Regions from separate parts of the Mus musculus genome. Here all the other regions are linked to region 1. A link is a contact called in public Hi-C and promoter capture Hi-C data. All regions are on one chromosome and are shown on one strand. Each heading gives the region's core, a stretch centred on a gene start, on an enhancer-like site or on the middle of the called end of the contact. The rest is flanking DNA. Distances are from core to core; before and after follow the strand shown.

Region 1 (2,554 bases), core at 25-2,524:
GTGCCCTAGGCTCAGAGAGACTGAGTGCTCTGTCTGAGGTCACACAGCTAAGAAAGAACGGAGTCTGATTCAGACACTCCCAGCTGCTGGCACCCTCTCTGCTCTCAGTCTCTTTGTTCAGCTCCAAAGTCTGACCCGGGGACCTGCAGAGTCAGGGACCAGGAGACAGGCCGGCTCCAGCCTGCACGGTGTCTTGTGGGACAAGCCAGGTCATTAGAGACTGTTAGTATTCAGAGGCCTCCCCAGCTTGGCTCCTCCAGCCTAGCATTGATCTCTGGTGCTCCACACTCCTAACCATACTCACCCAGGGACCCTGTCTCTGTTTGCCCTTCAGCCAATGCTGGCACCCAGCATATTCGTCACTGTCTCCAGGCAAAGGACAGCTTATGTTCACATCCCCCAGTGGCTGGCCTTGGGCCCTTGATCTCACCACTGTGTCATCCAAGCTACACCCCCACCTCCTCCTTCCGACCTACTGAAAGTAATACATTGTGACATCGTGGAGAATCCACAGTAATGCCCACCTTGCTCTTCTACACAGACAGTAGCCTCTTGGAGAATAGGACCAGATAATACCCTAACTCCCTCGCAGATCCTAGCAGAGATTTTTTCTCTCTCTCTCTCTCCTGGGTCATGTGTCTTTAGACAAGCGAGCCCACCTCTCTGTGCCTCCTCTGCCTATCTGCAAATGGACATGACGAAAAGCTACCTTGAGAGGATGTAGAGGGTTCCCTGGGACCAGCCATGACACTCAGAGGACAGTCAGTATCACTCTCTTTCCTCAGACCTCAGTGAGGAGGGACCCAGCTGGGGTGGAGGTTCAAGTAAAAGAAGATGAGGCTGGGCCATGGTAGCGCATGCCTTTAATCCCAGCATAGGTAAAGGCAAGCAGATGTCTGGGAATTCGAGGCCAGTCTGAGTTCAAAGAGAACCCCTGTGTTGAAAAACAGAGAGAGAGAGAGAGAGAGAGAGAGAGAGAGAGAGAGAGAGAGAGAGAACAAGATGGATGAAACTTCCTTAATAAAGAGTCCTCCTCAGAAGGGTGAATGGGAGACAGGGAGACAGGACAGGACAGCTGTGGGGGTGTATAATGGTGTCTCAGACAGTGAGTGAGCAGGAGGATATGAGGAAGTTGCCTGAAGCCATGGTTTATGTCACTGCTTTCTCTGGCTTTCACATAGCCCGGAATCACCCAAGGCATTACATGGTTGCTGAGCAGCATGTGACTGCATCACAGAGCCTCCCTGGCCTAGGGAAGGTGCCCAGAGTCACTGGATTGGTGGACAAGGACTGGCAGGAAAGGGCTGGTCAACCTGACTCCCAGGTTAGGGGCGTAAAAGCCATGTCCCCCTGCTGGGTGGGAATAGCCTTGGAGCAGCACGTGCTTGCTCTTGGGTACCTGAATCTGAGAGTGACCACACACCTGATGCTGAACCTCTATATCTTAGGGTAAGCCCTCTGACCTTCTGGTAGCCACAATGGAGGTGTTCAGGCCAAAGGGCTACGGCCTAATTGGAGGAGATTCTGCATCTGGAGTTGTTCCAAGCTCATGCCAAAGCTAACCCTGGCAAACATCTGCCCGCGGACTGTGAACTTGAAGCAAGCATTGCTATGGCCTCCAGATCCTGGATTCTTCAGATCTATACTTGGTACTGTTGAACATATGAGGCCCCTTGGTGCATGCTTCGAATCTCAGCATTCAGGAGGCTGAGGCAGGAGGATGGCAAGTTCCAGGCAAGCCTAGATTTCATACCGAGACCTAGACCCCCCCCAAGCCAACCACCAACTGTGAGCAAGTTCAAGCCTGAGAGGTCTCAGAGTACCTTGAATGTGGGGTGCTGAAAACTGAACCTTTAAATAGTGAGGCGCCTGTGGGTCTAAATGTCACTGTTACAGCAGTGTAGATGTGCACCTCATAGCCAGGGGTGGGGTCTACTTGGTGGGAACTGAGACACAACGGGCCAGGAACAAACAAAGGGACCAATGACCTGCTCAGCCTGTCCCCTTCCACCTAATCTCTCCTCCCCCTCCCATGCACCTCACCCCTAAACACATCTGCCCCTCCCACCCACCCCTCCCACTCTGGCTACCTAGCTAACCTCAGGGGAGCAGCTTAACTGAACCCCAAGTCTCAACACTTCCACATTCCTTCCCAGGGCTCAGAGAATGCAGCATGGAGCCCATCCTCCCGACCCCCCTCACAGGGCAAATCCTCCCCACATCCCCCTGCAGGGCCTGGCAAGGTAGTTCTGATCCTGGATCCCAGGGAGCTGGGGCCTTATCTCAGCCTACGGAGCAAGCACTTTGCATCTCTCCCCCCAGTATGCGGCCACAGCGCGTTCCAGCCCGCGGCTCCTCGCCATCTGCAGAGAGAAATCCAGTTAGACCTTGTATAATAAGTTCCTGACAATCTTGCTGAGGACGCTGGGTCATAAAAGTCTGCTGGTTTTATCGCCGGTAACAGACACGGAGTGAAATTAAGTTGTCTTATCAAATTTAGATAATATATATCCCTCTAGAGTAGAAGGCGCTGCATGGGGTTTCCGTGGTATGA
Region 2 (2,554 bases), core at 17-2,516, 350 kb before region 1:
TAGATCGTGCTGGTGGGTGTGGACCAGGAAGACTGGAACAGAAGCATCCAGGTTGACTTTATGCTGGCAAGAAGCCCAGGTTAGTGAGCAGTAGGAGCCAGCAGACATGGGAGCAGAAGAGGAGGGGCGAGGTGGCAGATTCTAGTGCCAGGTCGCTGCATCCTGGAATGGGCACCATTAAAGATCTGTGGGCAAGGCAGAGAAACGCTAGGCTTGGACTGACTTCAACAGGCAAATTCTTTAAGCACAATAAGCCAAGTTGTCCCTGGATCTAAAACAAGCCTGGAACAGCCAGGGTGGTTCAGTGGGCAAAGGTACTTGCTGGCCAGCTCAGGGACCTGACTTAGATCCCTACAACCCACCCAGAGGTGAAAGCAGAGACCTGATGGAGCCCTTTTGCACACACACACTCCAAATCAAACAAGATAAGCTTAGGCAATTGCTTCTATGTTTGCTACGTGGTGAGTTCCAAGCCATCCAGAGCTACACAGAGAAATCCTGTCTCAGAGTAAGGGTTGGCATGAAGGACACTCTCAATGTAAGAAGTGCTCCTGTTACAGGTTGCACTGACCTGAGGGGTCTGACCTCTACCCTCTGGCACTGGGATCTTCTCTGGACTCTGACTTCCCTCCTGTAAAACCAACGCTTAGACTCCCCAGGGACTAGACCAGAGTTCCCAGTGGACCCCGAGTTCTAGACCCAGCCCTAACTCTTTCTGCCTCCCAGGCTCATCCTGGGGATGATGGTGACCACGTCATTCCTGTCTATGTGGCTGAGCAACACGGCCTCCACCGCAATGATGCTACCCATTGCCAGTGCCATCCTCAAGAGCCTCTTTGGCCAGCGCGAAGCTCGGAAGGACCTTCCCCGGGAAGGCGACGAGAGCACAGGTGAGTCTGGACGGGCGCCAGGGTTCACACTGGTGGCTGCTGGGAGGATGGGCATTGGAAGTTCCAAATCGTCCAGAGCTACACAGAGAAACCCTGTCTCAGAGTAAGGGTTGGCATGAGGGCGCTCTCAGTGTAAGAAGCGCTCCTGTCTCAGGCTGCACTGACCTGAGGGGTCTGACCTCTACCCTCTGACACTAGGCTCTTAGCAGATGTTTTCACATGATGTAAGTCACCGCCTTAGATCACACAGAGAGAAAGTGACCAAGCCTGACTTTGAACCCAGGCAGTGTGGCCAGAGATGGGTGACATCAGTGAGAATTCTTTTGACAGCAATAGAACACATGTCTGCCTTCAAGTGGCTTAAAAAAATGGGAAGTTGTTTTCTTCAGACATGATGAAATCAGGGGAAGGCATCGTGGGGCCACTTTGGAGGCACAAGGACATCCCGAGACTTTTCATTGGCAACCCAGTGACTCACACACCTCCACCCCATGGTGACACAGTGGCTGCCATATCACCTCTACTTTAAAGTCTCCCACTTTGTATTGATATCTACATACTTTTAAGAGAGGTCTAAAGCCATCCATGTCTGGGCCAGGACTGCTATCCCACCTCCTGTGTTCTTTCTGCCTCACACACAGACCCTGCACAGCACACTGAGCTGAGGAAAGCCATCCATGTCTGGGCCAGGACTGCCATCCCACCTTCCGCGTTCTTTCTGCCTCACACTCAGACCCTGCACAGCACACTGAGCTAGAGACAGCTGAGCTTCCTGCCTTCCCTGTGTATTAGGTAGTCAGGTGTCTAAGTCTGGTCCGGGAGAATTTAGTGGAAATATGGGGGCTCTTGTGGTTCTGCCCTTCACGGTCTCTAACCCATGTTGAGTGGGTGTGGTGGGCCACGTGGTGAGAGTGGGAGACGCCACCTGGGATAAGAGGTGAAAGCCACACTTTGACAAAAGTGGCTGACCACTCCCACAGAGGTGCCATTCAGGCCAATAAATGCAACATTAGCCTTGAAACCATGCTAACGGTGTTCTTTGAAAAGGTGTGTAAGCATGCTTGTTCCAGAACAGACTTCTCCTACAAGTATGAAGGCCTGAGTTCCATCCTCAGAGCCCATGTTTAAAAGCCAGCTGAGGCGGCACGCGCTTGTAATCCTAGCTGGGGAGGTGAAGGCAAATGGATCCCTGGGGCTTGCTGGCCAGTCAGCCAGATTGTCGAATCCTAGGCTAGTGGCCTTGTTTGCCACCCCAACCCCCCAAAACCACAAGATGCAGGCATGCCTTTGGTCCCAAGACTTGAATGGCAGAGGCAAGCACATCTCTGTGAGTTTAAGGTCAACCTAGGGTATATAAGGACTTCCAGGCCATTGTCACTACATATGTCCAAAAAAGAAAAAAAAAGGATGACTCCTGAAGACTATCTGAGGTTCACTTCTGGTTTTCCCATGCACAGACATGATTGCACACATATATGCATGCATACACATGTATACAAACACACATGCATCCCTGCATACACACATGTACACTGCATATACATGCACACATGTATACATATACACACCTGCACACACATGTGCATATACACATCTGCACAGCATGAACACTGCATACGAATGGACACATATATACCTGTACACATATGTATACTACATACACA
Region 3 (2,554 bases), core at 16-2,515, 300 kb before region 1:
TAGGAACACCGCAAACAAACCGGACTGCCAGGATATCAGGTTTGCTTTTTGAAGCCTGCAGTGTCCCTTCTTATGACCCCTTTATTTAAATTACATCATGGCCACGTTTGATGTGGGAGACAGTATACAAGCATTGAATCCCTGGAAGTCTGGCTCACTGAGAGCTATCTCTCAGCCTCTGCATCTCGAAGTTCCTTTTGGTATTTAAACATAACAGATAACTGTGTCAGAAACTGTCTGGCCTTCCAGTGACTAAGATATTCCATAGCTTTCCTCTTTTAAAATATATACACGGGGGCTGGTGAGATGGCTCAGTGGTTAAGAGTGCCGACCGCTCTTCCAAAGGTCCTGAGTTCAAATCCCAGCAACCACATGGTGGCTCACAACCATCCGTAACGAAATCTGATGCCGTTTTCAGGAGTGTCTGAAGACAGCTATAGTGTACAGTGTATAAATAAATAAATAAATATTTTAAAAAAATAAATAAAACAAAATATATACACGTATTCAATTTGTCCTCATGGATGAAGAGCAGTTTCTATATTACTTGGATTAAATATAATTGGTCATGTTAAAATATATTGTTAAGATGGCGCAGTGATTTATAGCAGAGGAGCAGAGTTCAATTCCCAGCACCTACATGATACCATCTTCTGGCCTTCTTAGACACGGGGTACCAAGCACAGCACGCAAGTAGTGGACAGACATACATGCAGGCAGGCAATATATCAATACATATAAAATAAAATAAAATAAAAATTGAAAATATTATACTGTTAAAATATTTTGCCATTACTTATTGTGACTTCTCCTTCTGTAAAATTGGCAGGAGAGTATGCACCTGTCAGTAAAGTCAGTAATAAACAGGATGGCGATTATTTTCTTTTAAGATATTTAGAGATGGTTTGATTCTTTGTTAGGGGGTCTCTTCTGTAATTTTGGGAAGGTCGTCGATACATTTTTATTCTGCTTACAACTGTTTGGTTATTATTTTTTTCTTAATACACTGTTGGAATTTCTTTACAGAGCTCTAATTTTTTATTCTCACACTTCTTCTTGTACTCATGGTTTTTACTCGTAAATTACTGTGATTAAAGCCCTAGCGCCTCAGAGGCTATCGGCTGGGTGGGGGCCGCAACTCCCTGTGGGAAATGTAGTCCTGGAAAGACTACAGCACCCTTTGGAGAACCGTGGGAATGGCCGCTCCGAGACTCTGCGCATGCGCGGTCTCCTAGGCTCTATGGATGCGTTTCCGTTTCGTGGGGCTCTTCCAGGCGAGGCTCGAGGGGCCTCTGTGCGCCACAATTGCCTGGGGCCTTCTGGGAGCTACAAAAGAAGCGAGGTTTCCCCTGAGCCAGAGGAATTCCGGGTGGCGACTCCGGGGCAGGATCAGAAGAACCAGCGCCTTCCTGGGGCCCGCGGAGGCTTGCGCGTGTCCAGGGGCCGGGCGAGGCTAGCGGGCGCCCCCGGGGCTGCAGGCCTCCGGGCGGGCAGCCTGGGAAGGAGAGAGGTGTGTGCGTGCAAAAAGCGGATCCCAGCAGTCCTGCGGATGCCCTTGGCCCGGTAAAGCTTCGGGGGGCTGCTTAAGGGTTGAGCTGCGATTGAGGGAATGAGCAGGTCTGATTTCATTGGCGGGTCTTTCGTTTGGGAGGGAAGGGATGCCAGCCATGGCTGAGAAAAAGGCCTCTGCATCACTTCGAACAAATGCGTGTCGTTCATTAGAGTCCCCATTCTGTTTCGCCAGAGTTGCTCAAACCCCGTCCATCACCATCCTGGAGTTTACTGGTTTCCTTTATATAGAAGAATGACCCAAGAGTATCTACAGGAAAGGGTTTTTATGAGAGTCGAACTTCTTCTCAAGTGAGGAAGGCAGCTATTTTGACCATTTAGGTAGTTTGCTAGTGCCAGAACCAAGAATTGAAATCTGGTGTGTTGATTCGAAGGCCAGGGCTTTGTCTTCTGCTACACTGAAGCAGAGGCCTCCCTCTCATGAAACTGCAGTTAAGCTTGGGGGAGGGGAGCAGAGTGATACGCATCTTAAACCCCTCACTCCCTCTGTCTGGTTTTCTGATTTCATCTGCTGAATGCATTAGTAGGAAAACAGGTAATTGATACCCAAAAAACTAGATGGTAGGTAGGTAGATAGATAGATAGATAGATAATTGATACCCAAAAAACTAGAGGGTAGATAGATAGATAGATAGATTGATTGATAGAATCTCAGAGTTGCTGGCCTGCTCTTTCAGGCTTCATATATACTAGAGCTTATTGATATGATCTAATATGAACTCTGAAGTGTTGTTTGTTTTTTAAGGAGACCTGAATAAGACAGTAGTTCAATTCACACCTTTGTTTCCTTTCACACAGTAAGAAAAGCTCTGATTAGTCCATTCAAAACTGCCCTGGGCCTTCCCTCCGCAGACGCTTTCTGTATGACGCAGGTCGAAGGGTCCTTTCCTTCCAGGGCATGTCTGTGAGTCACTGTCGAGCTGCTAGCCAGTCTGCTGATCACATTCCCTGTTCTTCCTCACCCAGCCCTTGGATCACCGGTGGT

Evidence for each region. Promoter capture Hi-C pulls out the DNA fragments that hold promoters and counts their contacts. A called contact is a pair of places that touch in the nucleus more often than the background predicts.
Region 2: a contact with region 1 is called in a Hi-C map of bone marrow-derived macrophages, with 17 read pairs. The contact joins the enhancer-like site here to the promoter of 1700025C18Rik in region 1. A contact is called at or near these places in 5 of 39 promoter capture datasets (the C10 cell line, the HPC-7 cell line, cranial neural crest and 2 more), 1 of 15 datasets of contacts at CTCF or cohesin (pro-B cells), 2 of 484 Hi-C or Micro-C datasets (bone marrow-derived macrophages and nephron progenitors), 3 of 115 datasets of contacts at active chromatin or transcription factors (T-cell acute lymphoblastic leukemia, microglia and neural tube) and 2 of 9 other capture datasets (adipose tissue and liver).
Region 3: a contact with region 1 is called in a promoter capture Hi-C map of pre-B cells. The contact joins the promoter of Zfp334 here to the promoter of 1700025C18Rik in region 1. A contact is called at or near these places in 16 of 39 promoter capture datasets (the C10 cell line, the HPC-7 cell line, cranial neural crest and 10 more), 1 of 15 datasets of contacts at CTCF or cohesin (large pre-B cells), 2 of 484 Hi-C or Micro-C datasets (the N1E-115 cell line and bone marrow-derived macrophages), 15 of 115 datasets of contacts at active chromatin or transcription factors (astrocytes, bone marrow-derived macrophages, cardiomyocytes and 10 more) and 2 of 9 other capture datasets (adipose tissue and liver).

The regions. Positions count from the first base shown.
Region 1 is chr2:165,089,470-165,092,023 of GRCm38.p6, reverse strand. 1700025C18Rik (RIKEN cDNA 1700025C18 gene) reads left to right here and starts at 1,274. Exons shown (of 3, transcript NR_033448.1): 1 at 1,274-1,324; 2 at 1,449-1,734.
Region 2 is chr2:165,443,828-165,446,381 of GRCm38.p6, reverse strand. It overlaps Slc13a3 (solute carrier family 13 (sodium-dependent dicarboxylate transporter), member 3), which reads left to right. Exons shown (of 13, transcript NM_054055.2): 3 at 727-890. The region is part of intron 2 of Gm14437 (predicted gene 14437); the gene reads right to left. Among named protein-coding and RNA genes, the nearest start is that of Gm14437, 2.9 kb to the right of the region's middle. Within about 2 kb of position 1,266, at least 5 of the 459 cell types and tissues checked have an H3K27ac peak or open chromatin away from gene starts, as enhancers often do. A contact at or near this core is called in bone marrow-derived macrophages, where this site is marked.
Region 3 is chr2:165,386,970-165,389,523 of GRCm38.p6, reverse strand. It overlaps Zfp334 (zinc finger protein 334), which reads left to right and starts at 1,265. Exons shown (of 5, transcript NM_178411.3): 1 at 1,265-1,563; 2 at 2,536-2,554.